Linked DNA regions of Macaca mulatta: regions 1 and 2 are each linked to region 3. Evidence: chromatin contacts called from public Hi-C data. All regions are on one chromosome and are shown on one strand. The core of a region is the stretch at or near the end of the contact, and the rest is flanking DNA. Distances in the headings are between cores, read along the strand shown.

Region 1 (3,090 bases), core at 568-3,067, 47 kb after region 3:
CACCAATCCACCCCAAATTCCCAGACCCACGCCTCAAAACTGTCACAGACATTTTCTGGTGGATCTTTGCAAAAAATTTCTATCTAGATCCTATTTTTTAATACAAATAGAACTATATGTATACAGCATTCTGTGCTTAATAACCCTTGACAATCTTTCCATATCAGCACATAGTCTGACTTTTTTTTTTTTTTTTTTTTTTTGAGACGGAGTCTCACTCTGTTGCCTAGGCTGGAGTGCAGTGGCGCAATCCCGGATCACTGCAAGCTCCACCTCCTGGGTTCACGCCATTCTCCTGCCTCAGCCTCCCGAGTAGCTGGGACTACAGGCGCCCGCCACCACGCCCGTCTAATTTTTTGTATTTTTTAGTAGAGACGGGGTTTCACCGTGTTAGCCAGGATGGTCTCAATCTTCTGACCTCACCATCCACCCGCCTCGGCCTCCCAAAGTGCTGGGATTACAGGCGTGAGCCACCGCGCCCGGCCGACTTAATTCTTTTTAAAGACGGCAGAGATTGCAGACCCCAAAATACATCTAACCATTGGGGCAGATTTCATTACGACCATCCTTAATCCACTGTACTTGTCCTGCAAGGTCCAACCTGGTATTGCACCGGACCTCACAGAACGCTGCTGTTTCCTGATCTTTTCTAGTGAGGCAGCTTTATTTCTTCACATAGGAGACCTCCCTGCTAAGCGAAGTCGAACAGGTGGATCTAGAGGTTGACCACCACGGTCAGGAAAGCAGCTGTCTACTGAAAAGCAAACTCTAATTCCTTAAGATTAACGAGTTAATCTTTAAGATTAATTAATCTTAACGAATTAATCCTTAAGATTAACCCCTGCACCACCAAGTGGGGGAGTACAGCCCCCTCTCTCCGCCTCATGGATTCAGCTCGGAGGTGCAGGGGTTTGGTGGGGGGCGGTTAGGGAATGACAGCTGCCCCGTGGAGGACGCCCAGGGCTGGGTCACGAGCTGGCATGAGTCAGTCTTATTTTGTAAGTCCTAGTTATCAGGCTGCCAGTCTCGCGCCGTGCCCAGTCTCACTCAGCCTTCAGTCTTCCGGCCGGGACCCCGCTGGGCGCTCCGGAGGGATCGGCGCCACCGCGAGGCCGGCGAGGAGGCTGCAAGGGGCGCCCGGCCGGCCTGCGAAAGTGGTGGGAGCCAGGAGGGGCACACAGCCTCCCCTCCCCAGGCGGGACTCTCCCCGCCCCCCGGGCTCAGGGCTTGGGGTGGTGAGATGGGTGGCTGGGTGATCCGACGCCGCCAGCCCACCGCGTCCCCAAGAGCCGGGGTCTCGGGCTCAGCTAAACTCCCCGGAGTCACACAAGCGCCCCATACACGTCTGCTGAGTGAACGAAGGCTGCCCATCCACCAGGGGACTGCTCGGCCCTCCCACGCCATGTCCAGGTCGCATTCGGCCAGCGGGACTTCCCTTAACGCTCGGCCGGGGTCCCCAGGCTCGCGCCCCTGACAGCAGCCAAACTGTTTATTTCCGTCCGGCTGAAGAGGCGGGGTGGAGATGGCACAAGCCGATTGGTTATGTAAATTGTGGAGCCAATTTCGGCCTATGAGCCAGGAGACTACAAGTTCCAGAATGCATCCTTCCTCCAGCACAGGGAGAGGCCGAGGCTGCGGGAGCGTTGCCTGCTGGGAATTGTAGTCTTCATCTTGTTTGTTACGCAGGTGGAACTGGGGGGAGGGAGTAAACTATTACCACGTGACGTTCGGGTCAGGTGGTTGGGCCAGCCTCCGCGCTCGAGCTGTGACTGGCTGACTCTAATAAGAAGACGCCACTAGGGGCGGGGCGAAGAGGGGCGCAAGCTCACTGCGTTTTGAGTCTCGGGACCCCTGTCGGAGAGACTATGGCGCTCAACAAGAATCACTCGGAGGGCGGCGGAGTGATCGTCAACAACACCGAGAGGTGAAAACACTGCGGAAGGATCCTAGAGGACCAAAGTTCGGGTGTCGAGGGAGTGGGGGGTGGGCGATGGGCGGTGGGGAATAAGCCCCTGAAGGGGGAGCATTGATGGAGTATGGTTGGGGGGGAATGGCTGGGGGCGGGGTTGGAGGAAGGTGGGTGGGCCGTGGGGGAGGGCCCGGGAGGTTGTGATCAGCTGGGAGGTGGGAGTGGGACGTCTGCTTGGGGACCTGGCATGGGGCGACCGGTGGGGCCTAGGGGTGATTCTTGAACCCGTTCCCAGAGTTTTGACTTCAGTAACTGGGAGGAGCCCCAAACAAAAATAATTGTCACTTATTGGATGTCTACAACGTTACTACGTGTCAGGCTCTGCGCCTTTTCTACCTTATTTAATAAATTCTGTGCAGTACAATCTACTACTGTCCACGTTTCACAGGTAGGGAAAGTGGGGGGCAGAAAGGTTAAGTAACTTGCTCGAGATTGCAACTCTGTAAGTAACAGAGATGGAATTCCAGGAAAGGAGTCTTGACTCCAAAGTTAATAGGATTAACCACCAGCATACAGGCTTCCAGTATGTTCCAGAACTGTTCAGGTTCCAGGTAAGAAACTGAGGTCCCAGGAGTGAAATTAAACAGATGACGTTTGTCAGATGTCTCACAGTTCCTGGCACTGTGTGGATCCGTAAAGTCATTCCCTTGCCTCTCTCTTGAATGCCTGTTGGTTTGAGTCTCCTCCGAAGGCACAGGTCTCCTAATTCAAGGTTCTTTCCACTCCACCCTCCCCACCCCTTGCTCATTGCATCCTGTCTCTCCTCCAGTCTCTGCCAAGAGAAGCCCTGAATGGCCTCTCTCTCCTTTTGTTCCGTGGGTATTGAAAATCAGACCAGCCAGCTCTGGGTTGAACTATGCCGACCCTGAATTGCCTCTTGAAGGCAGAAGGAGCTTAGGAGGCACCTGAGTCCCCAAAGGAGACATTGTGGAGTCAGAGCCCTGTACCCAGCTAAGGCCAGCATCCAGTTGCCCTGTGACTTGGGAATGTTATGATGAGTCAGAGGAAAATGCCTAGAGTGACCCAGCAGGCTCACTTTCCCTCTATCTTACCTACTCAGAGTCTGATGGGTAATTCCTTCTTTTCTCTGAGTGGTACTTCTCTTTTTTTTTTGAGATGGA
Region 2 (2,980 bases), core at 248-2,747, 36 kb before region 3:
TTGGAGGATTAGAACAAGTCACACTGTAATGGACTAAAATGACTTATTTTAAAATACTGATGGTGTTTTTTTTTGGGTTTTTCTTGTTTTGTTTTTTTGTTTTTGAGACGCTGTCTTGCTCTTTCACCCAGGCCAGAGTGCAGTGGTGCAATCTTGGCTCACTGCAACCTCCGCCTCCTGGGTTCAAGCAGTTCTCCGCCTCAGCCTTCTGAGTAGCTGTGATTACAGGCACCTGCTGCCATGCCCGTCTAATTTTTTTGTATTTTTAGCAGAGACGGGGTTTCACCAAGTTGGCCAGGCTCGTCTTGAACTCCTGACCTCGTGATCCACCCACCTCAGCCTCCCAAAGTGCTGGAATTACAGGCGTGAGCCACTGCGCCCAGCCAGTGTTTTGCTTTTGTGCACGCTTACTAAATTTTCCAGTACTTGATTCCTATGGTCCATGATAGTAAACACAGAAACATATAAGGAACATTGTTAGAGTTACCAGATGTTAGCTGTTGCATATGTGCACGTTCCTAGATTCAAGGGTGTTTCTGCCTTAAGTTTAAGTGGGTCATTGGTTGTCTTGGGAAGATCATGGAAAATTGGGGATTTTTTAGACCAAAATATGTTTTGAGTGTTTCTTAGATTAGTAAATGTGTGATCTTCCACCTTCCACATTCAGACTGCGGACTACACTTCATAAATGCCTTTTAATTTCCAACTGTTATGGATTCAACTAAATGACTGTATGCCTTGGGAGCACATAATTACTTTGCTACCTTTTTCCGCCTTTGCTGTCGTGGCTTGAGTTTGGTTCATACCTGATAAGATGTATTTAGCATATGCTGTTACCCAGCCCTGGCTTGATGGTGTCCTGTGGGGGCAGAGGTGGGAGGACGAGGGGCACGGGGCCAGAGCATGTGAATGAATCATGGTTGGACAGCTGTGACCTGCCAGCACTGCGGGTAAGCCAAACTACAAACCGTTCTTTCCTCTGTGAAATTGAATAAACCTTAATAAAATTCATAATTAGCACATACTAGAAAAAATGTGACGTATCTTTTTGTGGGGTGACAGTATTGGGTTTCATTCTGGCTATACAGCTTTGATTGGATCATTAAACAGGAAGGTCAGTCACTTCCCTCAAGCTTTGGGGTGTGGAATAAACACGGGTGAATTCGTGGATTCACCCGTCAACCTCCCAATATCAACACATTTCTCATGCCTCCGCGCCGGCCACGTGTCAGCCCTCAGAAGTGGGCAGGAGGAACTTTTAAGCGTCTCGGCAGTTCCCAAGAGGGCCTTTGAGCCTGGCGCCCTCTTCCTGGAGAGGCGTTGGGGCAGCTCCTAGCAACGTGCCCACCGCCGGCAGAGGCCCGGCCCCGCCAACGGCCGCGCGCGGCTCCCTGGGAGCTGTAGTTCCTCACGTCGTCCCTGTCTCCTCTGTGCGGGCAGGTGAGCAAACCGCCGACTACGACTCCCAGGATGCCTCGCGCCCGCCTTTCCGCGGGAGGCCGGACGGCTGAGGGTGGCAGCAGCGGCTGGAAGCGGGAGGCCTGGCCGGGCTGGGCGACCTGAATGGAGCCGGGGCCGGTGCTGGTCCCAGCGGCCGCACCTCCGGGGACACGGCGCGTAACGGGAAGCTTCAGGGGCTGGGAGCATTACAGGCTGCTCTCGGGGGCCATATAGGCCGGGCGCTCAGAAGGGTGACGCATTGAGGGGCGCGGAGTCTCGGGACGGAGGGGACGGAGGGGCTACTCCGGTTAGGGGTCTTGTTTAGGGGTGGTCTCGGGATCTGTAAAACGCCTGGCATGGAGTCGGCTGAATAGAGGTAGGGACGGGGTTACACTGTAGCCCTTTGGCCTTGGCAAACCACGCCTAGAAAATCCCCATAGTTTGAAGCCCGTACAGGATTGATAGGAGATGCCAGAAGTTCCATGATGTGTTATGGGACACATTTGGACTTGTAGGTCGTGATGTCGCCATTGCAGAGAAAAAGAAACACAAAGCCGGGCACGGTGGCTCATGCCTGTAATCCCAACACTTCGGGAGGCCAAGGCGGGAGGATCACTCGAGGCCAGGCGTTTGGGACGACCCTGGGCAACGTAGGGAGACCCGTCTCCACAAAAAAAGTTTTAAAATTTGCCTGACATGGTGGCGTGTGCCTGTGGTCCCAGCTGCTAGGGAGGCTGAGATTGGAGGATCGCCTGAGCCCAAGGAGGTCGAGGCTGCAGTGATCTGTGAGAGCTGTGATCGCGCCACTGCACTCCAGCCTGGGCAACAGTGAGACCGTGTCTGGAAAAAAGAAAGAAAGAAAGAAGGCCAGGCGCGGTGGCTCACACCTGTAATCCCAGCACTTTGGGAGGCCGAGGCAGGCAGATCACGAGGTCAGGAGTTCAAGACCAGCCTGGCCAACAGTGAAACCCCGTCTCTACTAAAAATACAAAAATTAACTGGGCATGGTGGTGCACGCCTGTATTCTCAGCTACTCGGGAGGCTGTGGCAGGAGATTCGCTTGAACCCGGGAGGCTGAGGTTACGGTGAGCCAAGATTGCACCACTGCACTCTAGCCTAGGCAACAGAAGCAAGACTCCATCTAAAAAAAAAAAAAAAGAAAACACATGTATTCAATTATTCAAGGTGGACTCTGTAGGTAAGCCCAGATAACCCTTGCATTCCAATAACAGGACAGGCCAACACCTGGGACAGAGAGAGGACCCCTCTGACTCCTTTCTTCCAGGACATCCTGTAGGTGGGTTTTGGTAAAGTGGAGGAGGGGGAGGGAGAGAGCTAATTCTGAAGAAAACTGTTCTCAATGGGTCAGATTTACTGCCTATGTAAAGGGAAATATTTCCACTGTCAGTGAAAATCGTGTTGCTGGATGTGGTGGCTCATACCTGTAATCCCAGCACTTTGGAAGACCAATGCAGGAGGATTGCTTGAGCCCCAGAGTTCAATAGCAACCTGGGTAACACAGTGAGACCCCATCTCTAAA
Region 3 (3,031 bases), core at 465-2,964:
TAGCTGCTGCTCTTTCTTTTTCCTTCAAAATTGTAAACAAGATCATAACCCAAGTGCTTCATTCAGTTCCTTTTAGAGAGAGAAATATTGCAGCCGGGCGCGGTGGGTCACGTCTGTAATCCCAGCATTTTGGGAGGCCAAGGTGGGTGGATTACCTGAGGTCAGGAGTTCGAGACCAGCCTGGCCAATGTGGTGAAACCCTGTCTCTACTGAAAATACAAAAATTATCTGGGCATGGTGGCGTGTGGCCTGTAGTCCCAGCTACTTGGGAGGCTGAGGCAGGAGAATTGCTTGAACCCAGGAGGCAGAGGTTGCAGTGAGCCAAGATTATGTCACTGCCCTCCAGCCTGGGTGACAGAGTGAGATTTTGTCTCCAAAAAAAACAAAAAGAAAAAGAAAAGAAAAAGAAATATTGGTGGAATGTAATGATTAAAAAATACTGGTGCAGGGGCTGGGCGCGGTGGTTCATGCCTGTAATCCCAGCACTTTGGGAGGCCAAGGCGGGTGGGTCACGAGGTCAGGAGATCGAGACCATCCTGGCTAACACGGTGAAACCCCGTCTCTACTAAATAGACAAAAAATTAGCCGGGCGTGGTGGAGGGCGCCTGTAGTCCCAGCTACTCAGGAGGCTGAGGCAGGAGAATGGCGTGAACCTGGGAAGCGGAGCTTGCAGTGAGCCGAGATCGGGCCACTGCACTCCAGCCTGGGCGACAGAGCAATACTGTCTCAAAAAAGTACTGGTACAGTGGTACACACCTGTAGCTGCTATCGGGAGGCCGAGGTGGAAGGATGGCTTGAGCCCAATATGGGCAACACAGTGACCCCATATATTTTTTAAAAATGGTAGAGCCACTGTTTCTAGTTTCAAGATATTAATCGTTATTTGCTTCAAGTTGGTACATGTGGGAATCCATGTGAGGCCTCTCTCAAACCGTTAATATCCAAGCAAGCACCATTAAGAGTTCTGGGACAGCTAGAGGACAAGAATGGAGGAATGCATCGCCACCTGGGTGGCCAGCGGCTTTCACGCCAACTGCCGAGGCCCCGTACATCTTCATCTGGAGAGGGTTGGGAGGGTCGTGGGGTAGGATGGGTGGGTTTAGAGGATGAAGAAAAGGATTCAGAAACAAAAGGACAAGGTGGCTGGGCGCGGTGGCTCACACCTGTAATCCCAGCACTTTGGGAAGCCAAGGCGGGCGGGTCACCTGAGGTCAGTAGTTCCAGACCAGCCTGGCCAATATGGTGAAACCCCATCTCTACTAAAAATACAAAAAATTAGCCAGGCGTGGTGGTGTATGCCTGTAATCCCAGCTCCTCAGGAAGCTGAGGCAGGAGAATCACTTGAACCTGGGAGGCAGAGAATGCAGTGAGCCAAGGTCATGCCAATACACTCCAGCCTGGGCAACAGAAACTCCATCTCAAAAAAAAAAAAAGGACAAGGTTAAACAGCCACGATGTAAACACACACAATCCAGTTATGCTCCTGTACTGCATAACTGCAGTATGGAATTTCACAATAAGCAACTCCTGACAAGCAGGACTGGGTGTGACTGCCCCCATGCATTCCCCTCCACATTTAGCATGTAGCAGGTGCATACTGCAGGGTGAATTAGAAATGACGGTGAAAGGTTTAGCTGTTTGGCTGCTGTTTATGAAAACCAGTGGAAGGTGTGGCCACTTCCTGCTGGATGGAGAGACCCTCATTCCATTCTCATTCCATCTCAAAGTGATTATGAGGGCCAAGCTTCTGCTGGTGCCAGAGCCACTGGCCTGGTCACCACCAGCCCTGGCCTGGGATGTCAGAGCAGGTTTCCTGGCGAGACCTCTCTCCTGGGGCTGGGTGGTAGCCAGGCCAAGGTGGGGAAGTGAGGAGGTGAGACACAGAAGAGACAGCATGTACAAAGGCCCCATGGCCTCTGGGGGCAAAGTGCGCTGGAAGATTGCCTTTTAGGGCAGGAGGGCCAGGGCTGGGGCAGAGGAGGGTCCCAGATTCCCCAATCTACCAAGTTTTGCCTTTGTAGAACTGGATCACAAGAGCAAGCCTGAGTCCTGCCAGAAGCATTCACATCTGCATCTTTAAACCAGGACACTTCCGCCTTTGTGTGGATAACAGGAAGTTGCAGATAGTTGAGCTAACTGATACGCACCACTGCAAGTGCTTTCCAGAGGGTAATCTTTTCATCCTGACAACTGTCAGGTAAGCACTAGTATTACCTGCTTTTTCCCAAATGAGGAAACCACAAGGGAGACAGTAAGGTCACGATCTGGGTTTTTTTGTTTTTGGGTTTTTTTTTTTTTCCGAGATGGTGTCTCTGTCACCAAGGTGGTGGCGCAATCTTGTCTCACTGCAGCTTCTGCCTCCCAGGTTCAAGCAATTCTTGTGCCTCAGCCTCCTGAGTAGCTGGGATTACAGGCATCTGCCACCACGCCTGGCTAATTTGTGTATCATTAGTAGATACAAAAATTTTTGTATCTTTAGGGTTTCGCCATGTTGGTAGGGCTTGTCTCAAACTTCTGACCTCAAGTGATCCACCCACCTCGGCCCCCCAAACTGCTGGGATTACAGGTATGAACCACTGCGCCCGGCCACAATCTGGGTTTGTATTATTATTATTATTATTATTATTATTATTATTATTATTAGAGATGGAGTTTCACTTTTGTCGCCCATGTTGGAGTGCAGTGGCGCGATCTCGACTCACTGCAGCCTCTGCCTCCCAGGTTCAAGCGAGTCTCCTCCCTCAGCCTCCTGAGTAACTGGGATTACAGGCGGCCGCCACGCCCGGCTAATTTTTGTATTTTTAGTAGAGACGGGTTTTCACCGTGTTGACCAGGATGGTATCGATTTCCTGACCTCGTGATCCACCCGCCTCGGCCTCCCAAAGTGCTAGGATTCTAGGCGTGAGCCACTGTGCCCAGCCCTCAATCTGGGTTTTAAACCCAAGCAGACCGAGTCCGGAATCGGAGTTCGCACCCCTTCTCCCAACCAGGCCTGCGCCCCTGGGGAACTCAGTGCGCCGCGTCCAGGGGC

Evidence for each region. A called contact is a pair of places that touch in the nucleus more often than the background predicts.
Region 1: a Hi-C map of fetal cortex germinal zone shows a contact between it and region 3, with 2.0 times the contacts expected there. The contact joins the promoter of WBP2 here to the promoter of MRPL38 in region 3. A contact is called at or near these places in 4 of 14 Hi-C or Micro-C datasets (cortical neurons, fetal cortex germinal zone, fetal cortical plate and 1 more).
Region 2: a contact with region 3 is called in a Hi-C map of liver, with 2.0 times the contacts expected there. The contact joins the promoter of FBF1 here to the promoter of MRPL38 in region 3. A contact is called at or near these places in 2 of 14 Hi-C or Micro-C datasets (cortical neurons and liver).

The regions. Positions count from the first base shown.
Region 1 is chr16:85,567,241-85,570,330 of T2T-MMU8v2.0, reverse strand. It overlaps WBP2 (WW domain binding protein 2), which reads left to right and starts at 1,817. Exons shown (of 8, transcript NM_001258099.2): 1 at 1,817-1,924. The coding sequence starts at 1,866.
Region 2 is chr16:85,650,673-85,653,652 of T2T-MMU8v2.0, reverse strand. It overlaps FBF1 (Fas binding factor 1), which reads left to right and starts at 1,497. Exons shown (of 31, transcript XR_013407293.1): 1 at 1,497-1,613; 2 at 2,673-2,737. It overlaps LOC144335964 (a long non-coding RNA gene), which reads left to right. Exons shown (of 2, transcript XR_013407298.1): 2 at 350-1,034.
Region 3 is chr16:85,614,577-85,617,607 of T2T-MMU8v2.0, reverse strand. MRPL38 (mitochondrial ribosomal protein L38) reads left to right here and starts at 1,714. Exons shown (of 9, transcript XM_077972931.1): 1 at 1,714-2,197.